Regions from separate parts of the Oryctolagus cuniculus genome. Here region 1 is linked to region 2. A link is a contact called in public Hi-C data. All regions are on one chromosome and are shown on one strand. The core of a region is the stretch at or near the end of the contact, and the rest is flanking DNA. Distances in the headings are between cores, read along the strand shown.

What was found. A called contact is a pair of places that touch in the nucleus more often than the background predicts.
Region 1: a contact with region 2 is called in a Hi-C map of liver, with 6 times the contacts expected there. The contact joins two enhancer-like sites. A contact is called at or near these places in 2 of 6 Hi-C or Micro-C datasets (embryonic fibroblasts and liver).

The regions. Positions count from the first base shown.
Region 1 is chr1:124,763,727-124,770,815 of mOryCun1.1, forward strand. No RefSeq gene overlaps it. Among named protein-coding and RNA genes, the nearest start is that of SNX19, 52 kb to the right of the region's middle. Within about 2 kb of position 3,850, at least 2 of the 8 cell types and tissues checked have an H3K27ac peak or open chromatin away from gene starts, as enhancers often do.
Region 2 is chr1:124,397,483-124,404,620 of mOryCun1.1, forward strand. No RefSeq gene overlaps it. Among named protein-coding and RNA genes, the nearest start is that of ADAMTS15, 110 kb to the left of the region's middle. Within about 2 kb of position 4,034, at least 5 of the 8 cell types and tissues checked have an H3K27ac peak or open chromatin away from gene starts, as enhancers often do.

The DNA of each region.
Region 1 (7,089 bases), core at 2,600-5,099, 370 kb after region 2:
GGGAGGTGGGCGCACACGCTCCCAGGAGGAGGGGGCCAAGCATCAGATGCACTGGGCGGACTCAGAGCTCGGAGCGGCCTGGCCCAGCGGGCGGAGTGTGAGCTGGAGCTTGGCGACAGGGCCTGGGACTGCTCGGTGCAGTGGGCGAAGGCAGTGGCAGCCGGGGCTCCCTGGCTTGGGCTGCCTTGGTTGGAACACAGCATCTTGCAGCAGAGCCACCTCTCTCTCTCTCTCTCAAGCCTTATAGGAAGGCACCTTCCTCCACAGGGACTCTTCAAGACCCAGATGGCGGGCACTCCGCTGCTCGCGGGGAGGGTTCGTGGTTCCCTGGGGAGACCTCGTGCCCTCCAAGTGCCCAAAGGGAAGCTTGGTTCACCGGCCAGGAGGCCCCACCTGCCCTTGGTACAGCGATGCTGCCCCAGGGGCCCAGGGGAGGGAGGTAGGGGCTGAGCCTTGTGATTGGCTGCTCGTGGCGGGCGGGGGGCGTCTGCCTGGACCCCCAGGTGCTCGGAGCCTCCAGTGACCAGAGAGCACCTGACAACCAGAAGTGAGCCTGTGTCTGGATATGAGCATGGGTGAGACCCCCGGGGCCCCTGTGCGCAGATGGGCGTCCAGGCCCCAGGCGGCCGGTCACACACTGCGCAGTGCGCCGGGGGAAAGGATCCTGTGCACCCCGGGGCCCGCCCGCTGCCACCATCCATGAGATCACGTCTCCCCATTCTGGGACTGTGACATAGTCACATCGGCCCTCAGCGGCCAGCGCTCACATTCCAGGCCCGGAAACCTGAGCCACGAGGGACATTCTCCGGCTCAAGAATCAGGAACCCGACAGGGAAAGGAATCTGATCAGAAAGCGACACCACCGTTCGGGCTATTTTAATGCCTGCGTTTCAGCTGCCCTTTCAGCAGAGCCCCTTCTGGCCCGGGACTTCGCCTCTCACTTGTTTTTCACGGCGGAACAAGGTCATGTTGGGTTCAGGTGCGGCCCCTGGGGTGCAGACTTTGGGGAGAGATAAGCCAGGTCCCTGGCTCATTCACAGGCACACGGCGGGCGGGTCACAGAGGGGCACAGGGTGTAGTGTGAGTGCAGACACGAATCCCGAAGTTCCTGCCCTGTTCGGGGGCTGCGGTGCTGAGTGATTCCGGCAAGTTCTCTGATTGTCCTGGAGTTGCCACCAACAGGCGGGTCACGCTCAGCCCGTCCAACGGTCATGAATCGGGGAATATTTCCCTCACTGCTGAGCATGTTGGTATGTGTAGTTGAGAGCAGAAACCAGTGCACAACACGGTCTGAAGACTCTCAGGGAGCCCTGTGCAGGCGGCCAAGTGCACTAACAGTGGTGGTGATGATTCTGTGGCTACGCAGCATGGGAGACGGCCTCAGGTTAGTAATGAGCAGAGAACCCCCCCGCCCCCCGCCAGCCTTCTCATCTCCTGTCCTGAAGGCTGAAAGACCCTATTCCCAGAGGAGTCGGAGCACCTGCCATCCGCAGTCAGTGATGCTAGAGGCTGGGTGCTCCAGCGTCACATGGGGCGATGGGAGATCTGAGTGCCGGACCCACTGAGCGGAGAGGCCTGGCACGAGCTCCTTACTGGAGGCTGGAGGCGCACATCTGTATCCTGAGGCTGTCACTGGTGCAGGGCAGCAAAGATGCCACTGGGCCAGAAGCCAGGAGACCCAGGGTCCAGTCCTGCCTTTGCCAGTATCAGTCACACACACTTAGGATGCATTGCATGCGAGGTGATTCTTAAATTTACTGGTTAATTGCTCCCCTTCACACCACCCACTGTCTGCAAGGAGAGCAACATAGTACGCCCATTTAGTGGATGAAGAAACCAAGGCATGGAGATTTTTAACTGCATACACAGAACATGGGTTCTGCTTGGTTGTCTGTTGGCACAGTCCATGGTCTTTTTGTTGTTAAGATTTATTTATTTATTTGAAAGGCGAAGTCACAGAGAGGCAGAGAGAGAGAGAGAGAGAGAGAGAGAGAGAGAGAGAGGTTGCACTGGTTCACTCCCCAGATGGCTGCAACTCTGGAGCTGGGCTGATCCAAAGCCAGGAACCAGGAGCAAGAAGCTTCATCCTGGTCTCCCACAATGGGTGCAGAGGCCCAAGCACTTGGGCCATTTTCCACCTCTTTCCCAGGCCATAGCAGGGAGCTGGATTGGAAGTAGAGCAGTTAGGACTCGAACTGGCACCCATATGGGATGCTGGCACTGCAGGCAGCAGCTTTACCTGCTACGCCACAGCACTGGCTCCACGCCTGTGGTCTTAATCCTCGGGCCACATTCTCCCAGTAAACTGGGAGAGTGATCTTGGAGAAAAACAAACTCTGCATTTCCATTTCCTCTGCAGTAATACAACACAAATAGCCTCCTGAACAACCTCTGCCATTGATTGTGCATACCTAAGATACTGGACATGAAATACTTTGTCATACAGAAAGTCCCACACAAGGCAAGGGTTACAGCGCAGCAGGTTAAGTTGCTACTTGTGACAGCAACATCCCGTACTGGAACGCTGGTTCAAATTCTGGCTGCCAATCTAGCTCCCTGCCTTCCCTGGAAAGGCAGTGGAAGATGGCCTGAGTATCTGGGCCTCTTGCCACTTGTTTGGAGACCAGGATGGAACTCCAGGCTCCTGGTCTTGGCCTGGTGCAACCTTGGGAGTGAATCAGTACATGGAAGCTCTCTCTATGGAAAAGTCAAAATGAGGGGGCTGGCGCTGTGGCAGAGTAGGCTAAGCCTCCATCTGCAGTGCTGGCATCCCATATTGGGTGCTGGTTCATGTCCCGGCTGCTCCTCTTCTGATCCAGCTCCCTGCTTATGACCTGGGAAAGCAGTGTAAGGTGGCCTAGGTGCTTGGGCCACTATACCTGCATGGGAGACCTGGAGGAAGCTCCTGGCTCCTGGCTCCAGATTGGCCCAGCTCCAGCTGTTGTGGCCATTTGGGGAATGAACCAGTGGATGGAAAACCTCTCTTTCTCTCTCTGCCTCTCTGTCTGAAACTCCATTTCTCAAATAAAAAAAATCTAAAAAAAAATAAAGTCAAAATGAAAAGGAATCATTCGCTGGTTTTCAAGGACAAACACTCAGAGAGCATCATCCCTTGTCCAGAAACTGGCTCCGACCTGAAAGCCCATTTCTGCTCTCTTTGGGTGCTGTGAGGCAGGGCATGATCTAATCCATGGTTCCACCTGGGGTCTGTGTGTGGGAAGAACCAGAGTTCAGAGCAGTGACATGGTTTCGACCACAGTGAGAAGCCAGCTGCTCAGATACCAGCTGAACACGTACCCAGTCCCACTCACTGTCCACATGGGGCTCACGGACTCAGGCATCACCTGTTCTCCCACAGCAAGGATGGCCTTCCTTGAAGGCCAAGGCCAGCACCCGCTTCGTGGGGAGTGTGACCTTTTCACGCCAACAAGCCAATCAGGAAGCTGGCTGCCCACTCCCTCCTGCCTGCCCTCTTCACCAAGAGGTGCAGCCGGTCCCCTACCGACAGGAAGTCACACCCACTGGTGCCAGTACTTCCTGCCTCTCCAACTCAGCATGATCTACCACCCAACATGAGGCAGGAATAATGATACACTCCCACGAGGGGCTGGGCTGGGGCTGAGAGAGAGGAGCAGCTTTTGGAACCTGGATTTGTCTGATTCCTCCTGCGGTGATGAGCTGGCCTCTTCGCCCCAGCAACCAAGTGCCTGCAGCTGGATATGTGCTTATGCGATGGGTCGTTGTTATGAGCTGCTAGCCTGGGGTCTGCTTCTGGGGACTTTGCCTCCTCCACCTAGACAGGCAGTCTCGGAGGCGTGAGAGCCAGGAGCCAGCTGGTTGCTGTGGCAACCGGCCCCAGAGCCTCCCCCAAGCTTTCAGAGAGGCTGCTGCAGCTCAGGACAACCCAGCCCGAGGTTTAGCACCACCATTGGCGCTTGGTGCATTTTCACAGCACAGGGGAGGGCTGTAGGGGAACAAAAGCCCAAGGCTTCCCCTGGTCTTGCTGTCATCTGTTTGGTCAAGGGGTGTGGGCCCTATTGTGAGTGCAGACAGATGGAAAGAAAAATGGCCAGAGGGCGGTGAGGAGTCCCAGCCTACCCAGAAGGAAAGAAAACTGTTTCACTGCCCCAAGAAGCCTGCCAGCTTCACTTAGGGAGCAGGCAACTGTGTGCAGGCCATGTCTGTCACGTGCCTGCCACTGGCCTGTTGTACAGGAACGCGCCAAGGCTCCTGGGCATTTCTTTCAGGAGAAAATGGTTCATCTAGGACGTGACGCTCACTGCTGGAGCAACTATGGTATAGTACTGTATCCCATACAACACGCAGGTAGAGTACAAAACTATGCCTGGAATCACACTAAATGCAGGGGTGAACATGAGGCCGTCTGCTCCAAGGGGCTGGAGTTCCAGGGGGTGAAGACAAACAAACAGGCCAGGCCAGAGGGGGGTGGGCAGGGGTCACAGATGGACTGTCCCATGTGCTTCGTAATAAACATAGCTGTATCTTCCAAGTCACCTGTGCTATGCCCATCAAGTTAAACTTTTCTTTGTATTCTTTCAAAAGGAACTTCTTTGTGATGTACTGCCTATCCATGCAGGTAGGAAGGAGGCAGACAGAACTAGGAGCAAATGCAATTAATAATCAGGTTCTTGCTTGTATACATCATCTTTCCCACTTGAATTTTAATCATTCAGCATTTTCCCATCAGTTTTCAAAAGTTTCTCTGGGGGCTGCCCTGACGAGGTGACCTGGGCAGAGGAAACCTTAGCAGGGTCTCTAAAGGTTATTTTATGGTTTTCAAAGTCTGTGCTGTTTTCATAACAGGTTTTCCGTGGAAAGCTCAACAAGTCGCTAAACTCTCCAAGTCTCAGAATGTGAACCTGAAGATCAGGGAAGATGGTTGCATGGCTATGCTTTCTACTTGTGTGAATAGTTTACAAAGTGCACAGAATTTATCAAAATGTTTACAAATTGGTATAGGAGGAAAACATCGGTAAAGGCAAAGTGTTTTGAAGGCAAAAAAGAGAAGGAGAAATTGACAGATCTGAAGTTTCCTGAGAAGCGGGTTTTCCCTCGATGCTATTTACTTCGTTTTGTTTTTTAAGAAAAGGGTTTCAGAAGTGAACAGAGAAGCAATTGAGTGAGGCATACTATGCGTCCAGGGCTGCCTGTCATGGAGGAGTCTAGATCAGGAAAATTTCTATCACTTGGAAAAAAAATTCCAGAGAAACCCTAATGCTATAAAGAACTTGGATCATCCCACCCCACGGAGGGACTTTTCCCATATCCAAATCTTAGTACAAAACCTTGCTGCAACCAAGCTCTGCCTTGCCCCCTCCGGATTGCTAAGGTGGGAATACAGTCCTGCTTGTGCAAGTAAAGGACTACAGATGTTACTGCTGTGGTCACACACACACACACACACACACACTCTCTCTGATCTGACCAGGTCTCTCCTGTAAATGCCACACACTTCACACAATCCCACACCCATGCAGGGGTTAAGAGCAACAGGGTTACTCCTCATCCAAACAGATCCCCTGAGAGAGGGCAATCACTCATAAGCGAGATACACAAAGTTGTCTGGGACAGATCTGGTAGTAATTATCTGGTGTTCTCCACTGGAATAAGTGGTTAATCCCAAGGAGGTTTACACTGGAGACTGACCAATCTGCCCTGGGGTGGATACAGAACCACTCCTGGCTCCAGACTCTTCCCCATCATGTGTTGTGCAAATGTGCACTGGCATGAGGCAGGGACTTCGTCCCCCAGCAGCTGGGATCCTTCTTGTTCAGGCCTAAACCGATGTGTGACCTGAGCACCCAGGGGTCTAGTTTCCTTCCGGTGATGAAATGCATCATTGCCGATCCTCAGCCTGAACTTCCTCCTCTTTGCTCTCCACCTGATCTTGCGCTCTTTGTCCTGATGGCCCAGGGGCTTGTTCTTCATGCTCAGAAACCATTTGTGATTTTTGTCCCCTGAGGCCCTGCCTGGGTCACTGGATTCCTTAGTGGTCTTTCTCATGGCAGCCGCCTAGTTTAGATCTGTTGGGTCTGGGTAAGTAGCGGTAGCAGCAAAGGTGTTGTGGGGGAAGATAGCAACACTCTGTGCCACAAAGGGATTTGTGGTATCCTTTCTTTTCGCCAAGCTGGTTACTTTAAAGGGTTTTCCTTGTGGTATCTTTTTTTTTTTTTTTTTAAGATTTATTTATTTGAAAGGCAGAGTTACGGAGGCAGAGAGAGAAAGAGAGAGAGAGAGAATCTTCCATGAGAATCTTACATTCTGGTTCACTCCCCAAATGGCTGTAATGGCCGGAGCTGGGCCAAACTGAAGCCAAGAGCCAGGAGCTTCTTCTAGGTCTCCCACGTGGGTGCAGGGGCCCAAGGACTTGGGCCATCTTCTACTGGTTTCCAGGGCCATGGCGAGGAGCTGAATCAGAAGTGGAGCAGCCGGGTCTTGAACTGATGTCCATGTGGGATGCCAGCACTGCAGGAGGCAGCTTTACCCACAGGGCCGGCCCCTCCTTGTGGTATCTTGCTAATTGTCTGAGAGGGTCTGACGTAAGGAATTTTAAGCCTGTGAACGAAAGAATTCAAGAATAGCTGTAGAGAAGTCAAATAGAAAGCGGAAGAGAAAGTTCTTCATGTTCTTCATTGCACTGGGACACGAGGGAAGGGCTGAGAGCGTTTTCTTTAGGCACACTCTTCTTGTTTCCTTACTGACTTCAGTGAGGTGAGGGGTAGGTCAAGGTGAAGGAACAGGGAGTCAGCAGACTCCTGGGTCTTGATGGCTCGATGACTTCAAAAATCATTGTGAAATCAGGACACATTTTCTTTGAAAAGCTTACAGGTTTAGAAATGTATACTTACACAGTACTATTATAACACCACGTGGGTTCTGTCACAGGAAATGAAAGAACAAATTTCTTTCAATTGATATGTTCCTTTGATATGCAGCCCCCGCCTGCAGTGCTGGCATCCCACATGGGCGTCGGTACACATCCTGGCTGCTCCACTTCCGATCCAGCTCCCTGCTTATGGTCTGGGAAAGCAGAAGATGGCCCAAGTGCTTGGGTCCTAGCACCCACAT
Region 2 (7,138 bases), core at 2,784-5,283:
TCTCCATGTAAGCGTTGGTTGCTAGAAGCAGAGATCATGGATCACCTAACTCAGTGCATCCGAGTCTGTGGCTGAAGAGTGAAAATTTTGATCAATCTGAAGACAGCAAGTGACAGCTTCCACCAAGGCTCAGAAAAGGCCTAGCCAAGTCCCCGGCACACTGCGCTGCTTCTCAGTGTATTATTATTATTATTATTATTATTTGGTAGGCAGAGTGGACAGTGAGAGAGAGAGACAGAGAGAAAGGTCTTCCTTTGCCGTTGGTTCACCCTCCAATGGCCGCCGTGGCCGGTGCACTGCACTGATCCGATGGCAGGAGCCAGGTGCTTCTCCTGGTCTCCCATGCGGGTGCAGGGCCCAAGCACTTGGGCCATCCTCCACTGCACTCCCGGGCCACAGCAGAGAGCTGGCCTGGAAGAGGGGCAACCGGGACAGAATCCGGCGCCCTGACCGGGACTAGAACCCGCTGTGCCGGTGCCGCAAGGTGGAGGATTAGCCTACTGAGCCACGGCGCCGGCAATTTTTTTTAAGAAGATTTATTTATTTGAAAGGCAGAGATACAGAGGCAGAGAGAGAGGGAGAGAGAGAGAGGTCTTCCATCCTCTGGTTCACTCCCCAAATGACTGCAATGGCCAGAGCTGTGCCAATCCGAAACCAGGAGCCAGGAGCTTCCTCCCAGTCTCCCATGTGTGTGCAGAGGCCCAGGGACTTGGGCCATCCTCCATTGCTTTCCCAGGCCCTAGCAGAGATCTGGAGTGGAAGTGGAGCAGCCCAGACTCGAACAGGCGCCCCTATGGGATGCCAGCACTGCAGGCGGCAAGTTTACCTGCTATGCCATAGCGTTGGCCCCTAGTGTATTATTTATTTTATTTATCGATTTCTCTATTTGCTTATTGTTGACCGATCCAGGCAGTGACCTGCCACTAGAATGGAAATTCCACTGGAGACAGGACTTGATCTGTTTTTTGAAAACAGTGCCTGGAATATTTTCTGTTGATCAAAAAACGACAAAAGAGCTTTCATTGTTGTTGGTGCAATGACGTTGGGATTTAAATTTGAGAGGGCGAGAGAGCGTGCAAGTGAGTGAGCAAGCACACACTCATATCTGCTGGTTTACTCCTCAAATGCTTGAAACAGCCAGGGCTGGGCCAGACCAGCGCCAGGGAACTCAGTGCAAGTGTCCCACATGGGTGGTGGGAACCCCGTCACCTGAGCCAACTTTGCTGCTCTCCAGTGGCTACAGGAGAGGGAAGCTGGAATCAGGAGCGGGGGCCAGGTATTGACACATGCATTCTGATGGGGGGCTGCTAAGCCAAAACACCAACCCTGCTGGACCTTTTATCTGTCCCTGATGATAACAGGAGACACGATATGATAAGATGTAGAGGAGAGAGGGCTCAGGAACTGGAGAAACGGAGAGGAACAGGGCGGGCTGAGGAAGGCTGCCCGTGGGCCGTTGGTAAGGGCCTGGGCTTCTTTCCGCAGTGCTGTTGGGACAACTAGGAGCACGTGTCAGGGGAAGTTGCAGGCTACAGAGCCCAGCCAGAATCTGACTTCGCTGCTGGGGAATCACAAAGAGGCTGGGAGGTAGCTCCAGACATCACATCACCCTGGGGCGGGGCGGGGCATCACCCTGGGGGCGGGGCGGGGCCAGCTTCCAGAAGGGCAAAATGGGAACCAACAAGCATGCAGACCTCAGCTCCCCACAAGTGGCCAAGTTTCAAAACCTTAGAGAAGTCAACAGAAGCAAAGCAAAGGATTTGGGGTTTGGGGCTTTGCAGGTGCTGGAGTTGGGGGATGTGCACGCTGCCAGCAGTAGAGCCAGGACTGTGTGTTGAAAGAATCACCGTTTTCCCCCCAAAGATGGGTTTTTCAGACTGACCTTCCAGGGGTTTGGAGACCCCAAGAGCCTACTTCTTCCTTGTCTCAAAGCCCCTCTGCATTGAGGTCCATACAGTTACGTGTCCGTGTCTGTGGGCGGGGTGTGGCCTGGCTCTGGGGATTGGGATCAGAAGCCGCTCCTGACCCCACTCAAGGCTGCTGTCTCCCTTGTGTCTCTGTTGGACTCATGGGGACCCAACGCCAGGCTGGCTCTCCAGGCCTTTCCTGGAACTCCCTGTGCCCATTCTAATAAATAACACCACCCTTACGTAAGTGATATAGATCAAGCCAGGAACGGGTAGCCCAGGGAAGAAGTACGTTGGGTGTTTTGATTTGCCTTTTTTTTCATTTGGCAAACACTTGTTCCCAACACTGCAAGGGCAGCAATGAAGTTCACTTGTGGGGTGGGGGTGGGGGTGGAAGGCGACATTCTTGACCAAACATGAGCTTGGCTGGTGCTTGTTCCAAGTGCTGTGTGAGTTTCTGAGGGACCACCGTGGGAAAGCACCGTGTGGGTACCTCTGGGGTTTGGACAAAGGAGGCTTATAGCCAGCTCCCAAGATGCTGTCAGGCAGGCCTGAATCTTAGCTTAGTACGAAGTGCCTGCGTTGCATATCTGATCAGACCTCCCTGGATTGCACGGTGCATGGAGCCCTCCCTGAACTGGGGGTGAGTCTGAGACGAGAGAATGCTCTTTGCCTGGTAGAAGCTGTATTCATTACTGAACAGCTTATGAACTCTGTATCCTATGTCGGATCCTCATGCTCCTGGTTGGGCATAAATAATCCTTGTTCTTTATACTGCTTAAAGGAGTCACCAAATCAGCTGCTACAATTGCTCTTGGTTGTCCCTTGCCTTCGGGTGCCCTGGCTCTGGGGATTGTGTGGCCAAGTTTCAAAACCTCTTGCCACACAAGAGGGGGCTCTCCATTTGAGAGGCAGAGCGGGGAAGGGGACTTGGGTGAGAGAGAGAGAGAGAGATAAAGAGAGGGAGAGAGAGAGAGGTGCTGGACCTGGGTCTTGCTCTGTCCTGAGCCAGAGGCATCCAACATTTCTGTCATTCCATATCGGAGTGCCGGATCGAGTCCCGGCTGCTCCACTTCCCATCCAGCTCCCTGCTAATGCTCCCAGAAAGGCAATGATGGCCCATGTTCTTGGGGCCCTGCCACCCACACAGGAGTCTTGGTTGGAGTTCCCCTCTCCTGGCTTCAGCCTGGCCCAGCCCTGTCCATTGCAGCCATTTGAGGAGTGAAGCAGCAGATAAATGGAAGATCTCTCATTCTGTCTCCCCCCCCCACCATCACTCTGCCTTTCAAATAAATAAATAATTTAAAAAAAAGTGGGCAGAGGGCCAGGTTCAGTCTGTGGGCTTGCCAGAGTCACTGATAAGTGAGCAGTGCTGATCGGCTTAAGATTAATGGGCAGATTTTGGACAATTCCTGCTCAGTGCTTCATGTCCAATATTCCGTAAGTTCCAGGGCAGCTCAGCACTGTGTGTGGCGAGTGCTGGATGCTGGCTAAGACACTCAGGGAGCCGACAGCCCCCAAGTACAGTGTCAACATAAAGCGTATAAGGTATGACCCAATATCAGAGGCCACTTTTAGAAGTTGTCCTCTGCCCTCAAATAGTCATTTTCCTTAGTCATTTTGGCTCTCCCTTCCTAGGCTCTCGGAGAAGGAGGGCCCCACAGGAAAGAGAGAAGGAAGGAAATAAGCAATACTGAGCAACTCCAAGGCCGAGGGCTCTGCCAGGACACCTGCCTGTGCTATCATGTGACACCTGCTCCACCGCAGGTGTCATCCCATTTTATAGATGGGGAAATAGAGTTTCAGAGAAGGACAAGGATATGACCTCGCTTGCAAGGCCCACAGTGGGGGCACTGATTACAAACCCACGTCCCTGTGCCTCCAAAGCCCAGGCTCTTTCTCCTACCTCGGACTGACTGCTCAGGGCCTGGAGATACTTCTCTGAACTCTGGCCATGTCTGCCTGAGAGGGCTTGGCACCGGGAGCTGGCTCCTGGCCCGACTCCTGTGACTGTGTTCCTCGGGGTCATGGGAGGCTGTGTTTCTACATTCCTGCCATCAGCCAGCGCGGGGCTGTGGCATCGGATGAGCCTAGTGTTTGCGATCGCGGAGCCTGGCCGAGTCATGCTGCCTGTGCTGTGTTCAACTTTCCAGGCCTGGACTGAACGCGGGCTGAGTGTTTCCACTGTCGCAGGGAGTGCAGTGGCAGCTCGGCACCAAACCCACGTGACGCCCGCTCTTGCAGGCAGCTGTCATCGGCCTCACAAGCCTTTTCTACACAGCTTGTTGTCAGGAGGCTGGCCAAGTCCAGGGGAAGGGGAGAGAGGAAGTCAGGAGGCTGGGGGCTGGTGGGCCCCGTGCCATCACCATTCTCTCTGACTCTGATGGAAACAGCACAGTCCTGGCTCCCAGACACCGGGCTGCAGCCAGGCTCCGTGGCACATCAGCAGTGTGGCCCTGGGTGAGGCCTGCGGTGTCTGGATTTCTCTTCTCACCCACGGAAAGCCGATAAATGCTGCTGCTTGCCTGCCTACCGCACAGCGCGTTAGAGATCAACTCAAGTGCCTGGGAAAGAACACAGCTGGGGAAGAAGAAGGGAGAGTCCAGGGGCCCTCCCCTGCCAGTGTATATCAGAGTCCACCAGGAAGCCTGGGAGGACACAGCTTCCAGGGGTCCCGGAGCTCCTAATTCAGTAGATGGAGGTGGGAAGTGGGTGTTTTGCATTTCTTATAAACTCCTAATTGAGCCTTCAGGGCCTTTTCTTAAATATTTTTAAATGAAGCCTTCTATTTTATTTTTTGATTTTTTACCATGAAATTTAAAAATTATTTTCACCCTATTGAGGTGCAATTGACGTTCAAAAAATTGCACACATTTAATGTACGTAATTTGAGTTTGGATCAGTGCACACGGCTGTAATAGCATCACCTCAACCGAGGTGCTTAAGCAAAGCTCTGTGGGTTTTTTGGTTTTTGTGCTTGGTAATGCAAGATCTGCCCTCTGAAGACGTTGCCCAGTGCAGTGTGATGCAGTGTGAAACTGCGTCGTTAGCCACGGCGCTGCTGTGGTTGGGATATGGTTACACGGTCTCCCAAGGTTTGCTGCTGGGAGCTTGGACCTGGGGCTGGTGGTGTCGAGAGGTGTGCAGAAGCTTTGAGAGATGAGGCTTCGTGGGAGGGACGCAGATCAACCAGGGAGGTGCCCCTGAAAGGGAGTGCGGTGTCTCTCACGGGGCTCTTCGATATCTCTCTCAAGAGGGCTGCTTTACCAGTCTGATCCTGGCCCCACACGGGCTGATCTCCTGTGTTGAGATGTGCTGGTTCTGTCCCACACTTGCTTCCATAGGCCCATTGCCACATGGCGTGAAGTGTCACAGCCCAGAGGGTCCTCACCAGAACAGAGCAGGTGCTGGCACCTTGCCTGTGAACTTCCAGAACTGTGAGTGAAATGAACCTCTTTCCTTAATTAATAGCCCCTGGTGTTTCATTGCAGTGGTGAAAAGCTGAGCTTTTCATGATATTTGCTGGGTCATGCAACAGCTCTGCCTGTCTTCTATCCTGTGTAAGAGAGACGTTGTACCCCCAACTGCCCCAGCATCACTTCTTCCTGTCCCCTCCCTCGTCCCTTAGCAAGTGCTGACTTAGTTCACTTAGCACGCTGTCCGCTAGGTTCATCCGTGCTGAAAATGGCAAGGGGTTGGCAAGGTAAGCCTCTGCTTGGAACACCCCATCCTATATTGGAGTGCCTGGGATAAGGTCCCGCCTCTGCTTCTGAGCCAGCTTCCAGGAGGCAGTGAGCAATGGCCCATGTACTTGGACTCCTGCCACCTATGCTGACACCCATGTGGAGTTCCAGGCTCATGGCTTTGGCCTGGCCCAGCCATTGTTGCTGCAGACAACTGGGGAGTGAACCAGCAGATGGACGATCTCTCTCTGTGTGTCTATCCCTCTCTCTGTCTCTCTCTCTGTGTCTATCCCTCTCTCTGTCTCTCTGCCTTTCAAATAAATAAATAAATCCTTAAAAAATGAAAATGGCAGGATTTCCTTCTTTGTAGAGGCTGAGTAGTAGTCCATTGTGTGTATATACATTTGTCTCAGTTCTGAGACCTCGGAATACCCAAATCTGTGAATACTCAAATCCCTTAAATAAAATTCCGAATTTGCATGCAACCTGTGCACATTCTCCCATACACTTCTTCTTCTTCTTCTTCTTTTTTTTTTTTTAAAGATTTATTCATTCATTTGAATGTTGGAGTTACACACAGAGAGGAGAGACACACACACACACACACAGAGAGAGAGAGAGAGGGGTCTTCCATCCGCTGGTTCACTCCCCAACTGGCCCCAGTGGCTGCAATGGGTGAAGCTGCACCAATCCAAAGCCAGGAGCAAGGGCTTCCTCTGGGTACTCCCATGCGAGTGCAGGGGCCCAAGGATTTAGGCCATCTTCCACTGCTTTCCCAGGCCATAGCAGAGAGCTGGATTGGAAGTGGAGCAGCCAGGATTAGAACCGGCGCCCATACGAGATGCTGGCACTGCAGGGGGCAGCTTTACCCACTTCCTCACGGCACCCGCCCCTTCCATACACTTTATATCATCTCCAGATTGCTCATAATACGCAAACTGGTTGTTAATACTGTATTATTAGGAATGATGAGAAGAAAATGTACATGCAGCTGAAAAGTGTTTCTTGAATATCTCTGCTCTGAGGAGAGTTGAATCCACAGATGTGAAACCGAAGCTGACCGTACCCCATTTTCTTACAAAGCCTTAGAAGCTCCAGCTGATGCTGCACTGATTGTCCAGCTGGGCCGGCCCATTGTCTGTTCTCTCCTGTCTTGATGTTCACCAAGAACACAGCAATGATGGGGGGTGGGGGTGAAGGGGTGGGATGGGTGGGAGGGGAGGGGGAAGGTGCTGTCTTGGGGCCACAGCCTGGCTTAGGGCAGGATGCTGGTGCTTCTTCACACACTTGTGCACAAGAAGAGGTGGCATAACTAATATTTGCTTTCCTTGACTTAGAGATCTTGTTAGGTGCTCTTCTGTATTTTGTCTGGACCGGCCGTGTCTGTACAACGGAACTGTACACTTCTTGATGGTGGAAGCCATGTGGTTTGCTGCCATAGCTTTGCATGATACTTGGCTTTGGACAAATTTCCCTGAGCTCCCTTGCATCCTGCTCGTCTTTAGTTCTCAGGATTAGCACAGTGGTGCCAGACAGTGACGGCATCAC